Regions from separate parts of the Mus musculus genome. Here all the other regions are linked to region 1. Evidence: chromatin contacts called from public HiChIP or PLAC-seq data. All regions are on one chromosome and are shown on one strand. The core of a region is the stretch at or near the end of the contact, and the rest is flanking DNA. Distances in the headings are between cores, read along the strand shown. Region 1 holds the start of Ankrd23 (ankyrin repeat domain 23). Region 2 holds the start of Eif5b (eukaryotic translation initiation factor 5B). Region 3 overlaps Cracdl (capping protein inhibiting regulator of actin like).

Evidence for each region. HiChIP or PLAC-seq counts read pairs in DNA pulled down with a chosen protein or histone mark.
Region 2: an HNF4G HiChIP or PLAC-seq map of pancreatic cancer cells shows a contact between it and region 1. The contact joins the promoter of Eif5b here to the promoter of Ankrd23 in region 1. A contact is called at or near these places in 1 of 39 promoter capture datasets (liver), 2 of 115 datasets of contacts at active chromatin or transcription factors (astrocytes and pancreatic cancer cells) and 1 of 9 other capture datasets (liver).
Region 3: a contact with region 1 is called in an HNF4G HiChIP or PLAC-seq map of pancreatic cancer cells. The contact joins the enhancer-like site here to the promoter of Ankrd23 in region 1. A contact is called at or near these places in 4 of 39 promoter capture datasets (hippocampal neurons, liver, pre-B cells and 1 more) and 1 of 115 datasets of contacts at active chromatin or transcription factors (pancreatic cancer cells).

Annotation. Positions count from the first base shown.
Region 1 is chr1:36,534,227-36,537,357 of GRCm38.p6, reverse strand. It overlaps Ankrd23 (ankyrin repeat domain 23), which reads left to right and starts at 1,619. Exons shown (of 9, transcript NM_153502.4): 1 at 1,619-1,676; 2 at 2,921-3,067. The coding sequence starts at 1,650.
Region 2 is chr1:37,996,351-37,999,481 of GRCm38.p6, reverse strand. Eif5b (eukaryotic translation initiation factor 5B) reads right to left here and starts at 1,472. Exons shown (of 24, transcript NM_198303.2): 1 at 1,158-1,472. The coding sequence starts at 1,192. It overlaps Txndc9 (thioredoxin domain containing 9), which reads left to right and starts at 2,274. Exons shown (of 5, transcript NM_172054.4): 1 at 2,274-2,373.
Region 3 is chr1:37,710,727-37,713,857 of GRCm38.p6, reverse strand. The region is part of intron 1 of Cracdl (capping protein inhibiting regulator of actin like); the gene reads left to right. Among named protein-coding and RNA genes, the nearest start is that of Cracdl, 7.5 kb to the left of the region's middle. Within about 2 kb of position 1,722, at least 23 of the 459 cell types and tissues checked have an H3K27ac peak or open chromatin away from gene starts, as enhancers often do. A contact at or near this core is called in pancreatic cancer cells, where this site is marked.

The sequences.
Region 1 (3,131 bases), core at 370-2,869:
TGGCCTCGAACTCAGAGACCCACCTGCTTCTGCCTCTGCAGTGCTGGGTTTAAAGGCGTGCGCCACCACACCTGGCTGACTCAGAAGAACTTTGAACCCCAGATCCTCTTTTGACTGCAAAATGTTTGTTTGTCACAAGCTATCTGTGTAGAAGTCCTATTTTATTTTTATTTTATTTTATTTTTTGGAGTTGGCCATGCAGACCAGGCTGGCCTCAAATTCCCAGTAATGCTTCTGCCTCTGCCTCCAGAGTGCTCCGATTAAAGGTGTGCGCCACCTCTACCCAACCGAGTACTGGAATAACAGTCGAGTGCAACCATGCCCAGCTGCATCAAGTGTAGAACAGTGGAGAGCAGAGCTACTCTTTCTTTTTTTCTTTTCTCTTCTTTTCTTTCTTTCTTTCTTTCTTTCTTTTTTTTTTTTTTTTTTTTTTTTTTTTTTGAGACAGGGTTTCTCTGTGTAGCCCCAGCTGTCCTGGAACTCACTCTAGACCAGGCTGGCCTCGAACTCAGAAATCCACCTGCTTCTGCCTCCCGAGTGCTGGGATGAAAGGCGTGCGCCACCACTGCCCGGCTTACTCTGACTTTATCTGCCTTCTTCCTTAGGAGTAAGTGTTTTTCCTCATCACCAAGGGTGTTTTTGCAGGGCCAGCATACCCAGGCCGCTTTAAAAAGCACACTGCTGACCCTCCATGGTCTTCAGTCCTTTTAGCCACCCCTCCCCTCGAGCTTACATGGTCATCTCTGTTGATGCTGCCTGTGCAAGAATCTTGTTTACTGGGTATCTGATTTCCTCTCAAAGGTCACGCTGGAGTTCAGGGCACAGCGGAGTGAAAAGCATTCCTGGCTTCTCAAGAATTAGGTATTTGATTTTTGTTGGCTAAAAACAGTTTGCTTCGTGGCTGGCCGTCATGGCTATTGACAGACGGAGCAAGACCTGGAGCAGGTCTCCGTCCCCTTGCCCTGTTGAAGGGCATGCTTCATGCCCAGAGAGTATCTGATGTGGACCTGGAAGGCTCCTTCAGCCATATGAGGGCTGATGACAGGCTGGGCAGGAGGCCATGCTGGCTGTCAGCCGGCTGAGGGACAAATCTGGGAGGGAAGGGCAGCCTTAAGACTAGCCAGTTGGGAAATGGTATGAAGCCTAGTTTCATCACGTAGCCCATGAGAATTCACAAGGCATTAGGTCAGCCTCTTATGTCATTGCTCCTGAGGTCCTCTGTAGGTTGCCTGCTTTGTGCTGGGCTGACTGCACTGGGCACTCTGCAGCATCTCAGGCAGCCAGATCTATACTGTGAGCCTGGGCTTCTCACCAGTGGGTTCTAAACTGAAGAGTAAGAGACGTTTCCCTTGAGTCTGGCCCAGGCATCCCAGACCATGGGGTGGTAAAATGGCTCCCTGGTAGATGTGGGTGCAGCAGGTGCAGGGTAGTGGGTGTCCAAGGGAGGAGACTGCCAACTCAGCACCAGACAGCTCCTTTTCCCGCCCCCAGTGGGCCACATTCCCAGAACGGTATTTTGGTCAGTGTGACAGGGCCCCAGAGTCATCTGGCCTGGGCACAAGCTTTGTCCTTTCCCTCCCCCAAGAGAGTGCTCTCCCATAAAAGAGCTGAGCTCAATTCGCTAGGTGCATGGAGAGCAAGGGGGGACCATGGACTTCATCAGCATTGAGCAGTTGGTAAGGATGTGAGGAGGATGGGTGACCGCTGAAGATTCAGGACAAGGCGCAGGGACCCAGAGCATGTGGCCAGAGTAGCGAAGTCTGGCTGAGTGAGGGTAGGCTTTCTGGGATCTGAGGGTCAGGTCTCATGTGAGGGGAAGGAGCTGCGAGAGGATGGGGGAACTCGAGTTACTGAGTCTGTTTGGTTTTGGTGAATGTGGTTCTGGGGGTCCATCTTGGGGCTTCACACATGTGAGGGTAGCACCCTACCAAAGAGCTGCACCCTCAAACTTGTAGGTTTGCCCTTGTTGGATGGTGGAAGAGAAATGGTGATAGTTATTCTGGTAGCCATGGATATAGCTGTACGCACAGTTCCTTTAGGTCAAGCAAGAGGCGGTCCAGATGGAACTTTCCAGAGGGTCTGGTCACTTTAAGGGGTGTTCCTGGATTTCCCCCAGCAGCGAGAGAAATAGCCATGGCAGTACAGCTATGTGATGCTGGTGACGTGGGGCAAAGAGGGTATGGGGCACACATGTCTCACTGTGGTGTGGTGGCCCCTCTGGGAGGTAAATGTCCAAGCCGGGTCCTAGGGGCTTGAGGTTGTTACAGTGGCTTAGAAGGGAAAGCTAGGCCATTTGGCCAGAAGCCTCAGCCTGTTCTTCTCTCCCAGCATCTGCAACCTATGTGTTCTCTGGCTCCCCGGGTGGCTGCTAAGGGAATGGGTAGGCTGTAGTGGATGGTCACTGAGCCCATCTTACCGAGGCAGAAACATAATTTCTCTAAGACCCAAGGGCTGAAAGCAGGGATTTGGAATTTGGCCCAAGGGCCTCTCATCTCTAAGCTCGAGTCAGGTGGCAGTGTGGCATAACCTCATAGGAATCTGCGGGTAGAAGCGCAGGGTGGAAGCTAAGGTGTCACCTGGCATGAACACAGCAGTATAAATAGACTCCACCCCCTCAACTCTGTGATCTGCTGATAGGGACAGCCAGTCATTTCCCCTGGGCCTTGGCCATTGCCACAGTTGGTGAAAATTGCAGGTGGTGTGTATGTGTGTGTGTGTGTGTACATGCGTGTGCACATGTGCCTGCATGCCAACAGTGCAGCCAACCAGGAAGTATTCAGCAGGAAGAGTCAGACTGACTCCCAGGTTCACATCTGCTCTTTGTATGTCTGGGCTCTGCCATCTTAATGCCATGCCACCACTGATTTCAAAGCACCCCTACAGTTGTCCCGATCCTTAATCTATCCTACGTGTCCTGCAGGTAAGTGGAGAAAGAGTTGATAGGAAAGCGTTGGAGTTTGGACGTGGAGTTCCTGATCCTGGAGGCTGGCCTAGTGGCTGGACGCTGGGACCCCAAGAGGCTGTGGCCCGGGAGAAACTAAAGTTGGAGGAAGAGAAAAGGAAGAAAGTGAGTGTTCTTGGAAGGGGGTGATGGGAGTGGGGCAGAGTGGGTATCGGGAGCAGTAAGGGCC
Region 2 (3,131 bases), core at 223-2,722, 1.5 Mb before region 1:
CAAAGGTTCAGGAATATCTGCTTACCTCTTTTTATTCTCCTGATTTGACTAACAGTAACTTTCAGGCCACTCTTTGAGAAGCCCTACCCCCATTCTAGAGGAAGTTCTCAGCTTCCCTGCTCTACAGAACCCTCCTCTGTTGTCCCTCTTAATGCTCACATCTAAATCTGTAATAAACCCTGTTCCTCATAAACACTAACTCTGCCACAAGAAACCCAGAATCTATTCCGCAGACCAGTTTACATTCTCCAACAGACCTAAAACCAAAATACAAGCCTAGTCTTTAAATTCTTCTTGCCAGATAGCCAACTGCGAGGTCCACACACTTAAGTGTTCCGACATACACTTCAACAGCTTTAACTTCAAAACCATGTCTGTGTGAGCCACAGCGATGAAGTGCCACAAGGCTTGGTTTTGTTTTCGGTTACCTGTAGTGTTTTAAATTAAGTTGAATGGCCATTACTTAAAGATGAAATGGAACAGATGGTTGCAGACGCCCAGGAAGTCAACTCAACTGAAAAGGGTAAAAGAACTTAATCGAACGTGGCACAGGCATGCTCCCCAAATCTCCGCCTAAGTAGCTCATAAACACACACTCCTTCCCCTGAAAAGGCTTTTTCTTTTAAGGTTAGAAAGCAGCGACCCTTGACTGGTTTCTTCCCCTCCTCCTTTCTTAAGGGAAGCGGTAGGAAGCCAAGACATACGCAAAAAAAAAAAAAAAAAGAGGCCGGAAAATGGAAAGCCAGAAAGCAGGACTGGGCAACCGGGACTTTAAATAACCCCAGAAGTGTTTCCAACTTGGCACACGGGAGGAGGGAGCCGCTGGGCTACCTCTCCGCAACCCCGAGCACCTCCGAAGTTCCTGAGCCGCTCTGGGAGGCGTTCCCAGGGCCAGGGGAGGCGAGGGAGCCGTTCCCGGCCCGCCCCACCCGGGCTCTCCGGGCCCGGCTCGCACTCACCTGGGCCGTAGGCCTGGCTTAGCAGCGCCCGAGCCCGGCCCCACACCGCCCGGACCCCCAAACGACCTCCGAGCCCCTCAGCCCCACGCCTCGGACCCCAGCCCGAGCCCCGGCCGCGGGACGCGCCCCGTCGAGGCTCGCCCATCCAGGGCCCCGCGCGACTCCCGGAGGACCCCCGGCCCGAGCCCCGCCGCCTACCTGTCTTCGCTCTTGTTTTTCTGTTTCTTCCCCATCGCTTGTCAACGGCGCTCGCGGCCCCGGCCCCTCGGTTCGGTGTCTCACAGACCCACTGTCTCCCGGCTGACTCCAATGCCCGCTCGGCTCGGTCCCCCTCGCGCCGCCGCCTCTCGCACCCGGCTCTCCACAGACCCGCGCACTGGGACAGGGCACATATGGTGTGAGCCCTCAGTACGCAAGCGCATCGCCCCGCCGCCTCGGCGTGGGGACGCAGGGCGCGGCTCATCGAGAGCGGCGCTTCGGCTAGAGCGTCTCCAGTAGAGCCGCCGGCCAGGTGGGAACCCAGGCGCCCCCTCGCCGCAAGTGAGCGCCGCGCACCGACGTCCGGCGGATCCCGGGTTCTAGAACCTAGAGGACGACAATGAGGCCGTTCATTTCTCACGTCGGCACCCTTCCCGGGGCTGGCTTTCGACGCAGAAGTGGGACTGAAAATTCTCCCCTGCCTACGCGGCCTCAGCTGCGGGAAGTCCATTACAGGACCACAAAGAGTCAATGATGAGCGTTCTGGGGGTGGCAGGACAAAAAATGGGATCCCTCTCAGAAACACTCATGAATTGTCAACTGTGTACATTTATTAAGGGGAAAAAGACATAAGGACACAGCAACGGGTCCCCTAATATGAATCTTCGTATGAGCAAGTTCTAAAAATTCATGTGCCTAAGAAAGTCAGGAGGGAAGATCCTGGCATGGTGAAAATTTTCTCCATGTTTCGGGGCGATGTTACTAGTGTGAGCTGTGTATAAATTATAATGTACTGTAAGCTACACTTTCGAAACTATTAAACACAACGAGAAATGAAGCCCCTCTGTCACTCAGGCTCAAGACCCGGCTCGTTTCCCGGTAGAGCCGGGACCCGCAGTCAGTGCACAAAGAACTACAATTCCCAACGTGCCTAGCGCCCATCCCTCCGGCCATTAGCCCACGTGAAGCGTAGGCTCGGAAGCCAGTAGTTCCGGGTGGCGGAGGATAGGGCTTCTCCGAGGCTTTCGTCACTCGCCACCGCCCTTTCCGCGAGTGTCTCACATTGTATCGCGAGAGGACTGTAGCCAATGAAGTGGCGGAGTTAACAGCCCCTTCTCTGCCCTTAACAATTGCTGCGAGGTTGAAACCTGTGTGAACCCGGTGGGTATTCTTGATCTGCGGCTTCCTCTCTCCGTAGGCCTCATCAATAGTCCAGGTACGGCTGAGGGTGATGTGGCCGATAGTGCCACAGCGTCCCAGTGTTGATGAAGGACACATCCTCGGCTGGGATCGAGGGAGCGGCTGGGAGGGCCTCGTCTGGGCGGCTGCGGAGGCTACGGCGCATGCGCCCCAGTTAGTGCGAAATCGGGTCCCCCCGGAACTACTCCACCAGTCTCTTGAGCTCAGGGAGTGGCGAAGAGTCTGCTGACAGGTACATGGGGTTAGGGTTTCGGTTAGGAGTTTGTAGGGGAGTACATAGGTGTCAGGGCCCCCAGTTCGTCGGTAAGAATAATACTCGATTTGGTTCAATAAATAGAAAGTTATGTCCTTACCCCCAATATAAAGGCAGTGACCACCTCCGCCTAATTCAGGGCAGCACTTTTAGTCGCGTGAAGCTCCGCATTTAAACGTAAAGGTCTCCTGTGAAATTCTCGGTGATAAACGAATACTGTGATGCAGATTCTGAGTGGCTGGTCTCGGATCCTTCTCTCTCTTCCCCGAGTTAGGGATCCTGGGAGTACAGCTTCTTTTCAGTTGTATAGTATTTATGAGAAGCTGACAGTTGGAGTTTTTAAATGACCTTATGTAGCCCAGGCCTATCGCTCCAAATATGAGGTGTGACCCTTATGCTTCTGCCCTTGAGAGCTGAGGTTGTAATCATGAGCCACCATGCCCAGGCTTATTTTGTGTGTGAGCTGATTAGTTTTAGCTGTCAACTTGATAGAATAATCTACGGTCACCTAGGAAGAAAGA
Region 3 (3,131 bases), core at 473-2,972, 1.2 Mb before region 1:
GGTGAGATGAGGTGCCCAGGATCTTCTGGGAGCTGGTGCAGGTCTGCATTGGGCAGCGAAGCTTGGTCATATCTATTTTAGGGTTGGATGCTGAACACAGACCGGCTTGGGCCCTTGGTTGCTTCCAAAAGAGAAGTGGCCATGGGGGTAAGCTCACTGTCACATGTGCTGCTTGGAGGCTTGTTGAAAACCAGTCCCAACCAGTTCTTGGTCTGGTTCTGGCTCTGTGGCCAGGCACATTGCCTACATGGGTGGGCACAGGGTCCACACATTCTCTTGAGTTCTGTTTGCATCTCTGCAGCTGACATGGGAGTTGCAGTGACCATTCCAGAGTGTCACCTCTGGTCTGTACCTGCTATCCCAATATGATCTTGTTTTATATCTCAGTCATACATACATGCTTGCATACATGCATGCATGAATACATACATAATGCATACATACATACATACATACATACATACATACATACATACATGTCTTAGGGTTTCTATTGCAACAAAACACCACTAAGCATGAATGCTTATGAATTCAGTGCTGTGGCAGCCAGAAGACAGTGTCAGATCCCATGGAGCTGGAGTTACAGTCAGCTCTGAGCCATCTAATGAGGGTTTGGGAACTGAGCCCTCTGCAATAGTGTATGTAATCCCAACTGTTGAGCTCTGAATGTTCCAACCCTCCCCCCCCCACCCCAGTACACTCTTTTTGGACCTTCCCATGCACACAACTTGTGACTTAGAAGTTATATCCTAAGGGCAATGGCGATGAGGAGATGAGGGACAAACTCACCCACTGTAGTGGCTATCCCTGGTTGTCAATTTGACTATCTATATCTGGAATGAACTACAATTCAGAATTGGAAGGCTTTCCAGTGATCCTAATCTGGAGTCTGGGAGATAGAAGTTTCTGACCTGGATCTTGGCAGGGAGATCTTGAGGCATAGTGGCTATGAATTCCAGAAGATTAAGACTTAAGACACGGAGATCTCTGAGTTCAAGGTCATCTGGGATGAAAGGCGTGGTGGCACACACCTTTAATCTGGGCTACACCTTCTCCTGGAGACTTACATAAAGACATTGGAAGAAGGAAGATTTACTCTCTCTCCGTCTGTTTGCCTTGTGGGACTGAGCAACTGCTAGATCCTTGGACTTCCATTTACAGCTGCTGCTGACCATTGCTGGTAGTTGGACTGCAGACTGTAAGTCATCAACAAATTCCCTTACTATATAGAGACTACCCATAAGTTCTGTGACTCTAGAGAACCCTGACTAATACACCCACTAAAAGTCTGATAGCACACAGCCTTATCTCTTCCCAGGGTTGGTGACTCACTCTGTAAACGGATCATTTCCAGAGGACCTAAAATCCACGTCGTTTTGAATAATTGTTAGGCACCCGCCAGAATCTCTGTTGGAAATTAGCTCCTTTGTACCCCTCTGTATATCTTTATATCTTTGTGTCCATATGCTTTCCACACACAGTTAGGTTGTGGGTGGGATCTCAGGATACATGCGTTGTCATTTGGAGGAGTCAGTTATAATTTTCTGAGGCCTGGCTCATGTTCTCAATGTTTTCCTCATGATCTTCATGAGAAAACGCAGGCCTTGGGGTTGAGGTGTTGTGGTAGGTGAGTCTTATCTGGTATTACATTCTAGAACAGAGAGACACCGGGAGGCTGTAGGTGAAGGAGGATCCGCCTGAGCAAACAGGGAAGGCCAGAGCAGAACGAACTGCACTGATCAGGCCTGTTGGATAGACCAGGTTTGGTCCAGACTTGGCTTTTGCTCACGGCCATGGAACTGCTCCTTGACCGTTCTCGTGTGTGGTACCAGGCCAGATGCTGGGAGGCTCCATGGTTTCCACCATCAGGCAAAGCCAGCAGCAGAAAAGGAGCAGCTATCTCCATATCATTTGGGGGAAAGCCTTCCAAACACCTGTCTGTGCTGTACTGAAGACCCATGAATGCACTGTGTAAGAATGTGCACTCAGCCTTGGTAGCTGTGGGTTCTGATTCCATGAGTTCAACCAACCGCAAATTGAAGACATTTGAAAACACTGTACTGAGTACACATAGACTTCCTCCCCCGCCCTGTCTCTGTTCTCTAAACAATGAAGCTTATCAGCTATTTGCATAACATTTGCATTGTGTCAGGCATTATAAATAATCTAGAAATGATTTGAAGTATGTGGGAGACTATATGTAGTTTCTATGCAAATACTATACCATTTTAATAGAATTGTTTTGGTTTATGTATATGTGTCTATGTGTATGTATGTATGACACATGTGAGTGGGTGCCCTCAGGGAACAGAAGAGGGTACCAGATCCCCTGGAGCTGGAGTTGTAATTATGAGCCACCTAGTGTGGGGGCTGGGAATCAAACTCAGATCCAGCAAGCACTAACCAATGAGCAATCTTTCTAGCCCTGACATTTTCCTTAAGGGTGTAGTGGTTTCTATCATTGCTATGATCGAATAATTGACAAGAAAGCAACTTAAGAAAGGAAGGACTTTATGTTGTTTGAAGGACGGTTCCTTGTAGTAAAGAAGGCATGATAAGAGTTCATGGTGACTGTGCCGGCGAGATGCCTCATGTCTCAGCAATTGAGCGAGCATCTCAGAGAGATCATACTGGAAGCAGAGCCACATACCCCCCCCACACACACACACATACCCCCCCCCCCACACACACACACACACAAAGCCTACCCTCCAGCAAACCTCCTCAGCTGGATCCCATGTCCTAAAGACCTCACAACCAGCCCAAATAGTGCCATCAGCTAAGAAACAAGTGTTCATACAAATGAACTTGTAGGAGAAACAGCAAAGAGATTGGAGCGTCTGCAGATTTGAGTTGCCTTGGTCTGGGTCCTGGGACCCCAGTGTTTGGCAGATCCTGTGGCATGAACATATTTAGGAAGCAGGGTTGATGTGCATATTGCTCTATGGACTGCCTTTTCAAAAGTAATATCTGTATGGAGTTTCTCTTCTACATTCCACTGGTCTATTAGACATTTGTTCTTTGCACCAGTTTCGTGGCTGGGAGACGTTCCATTCTGGGGTTAGGTCTTAATTTCCTCATCTAAGCCTCATCTTGGATAGATCATACTGAAATCATTTCCAACCCTTCCC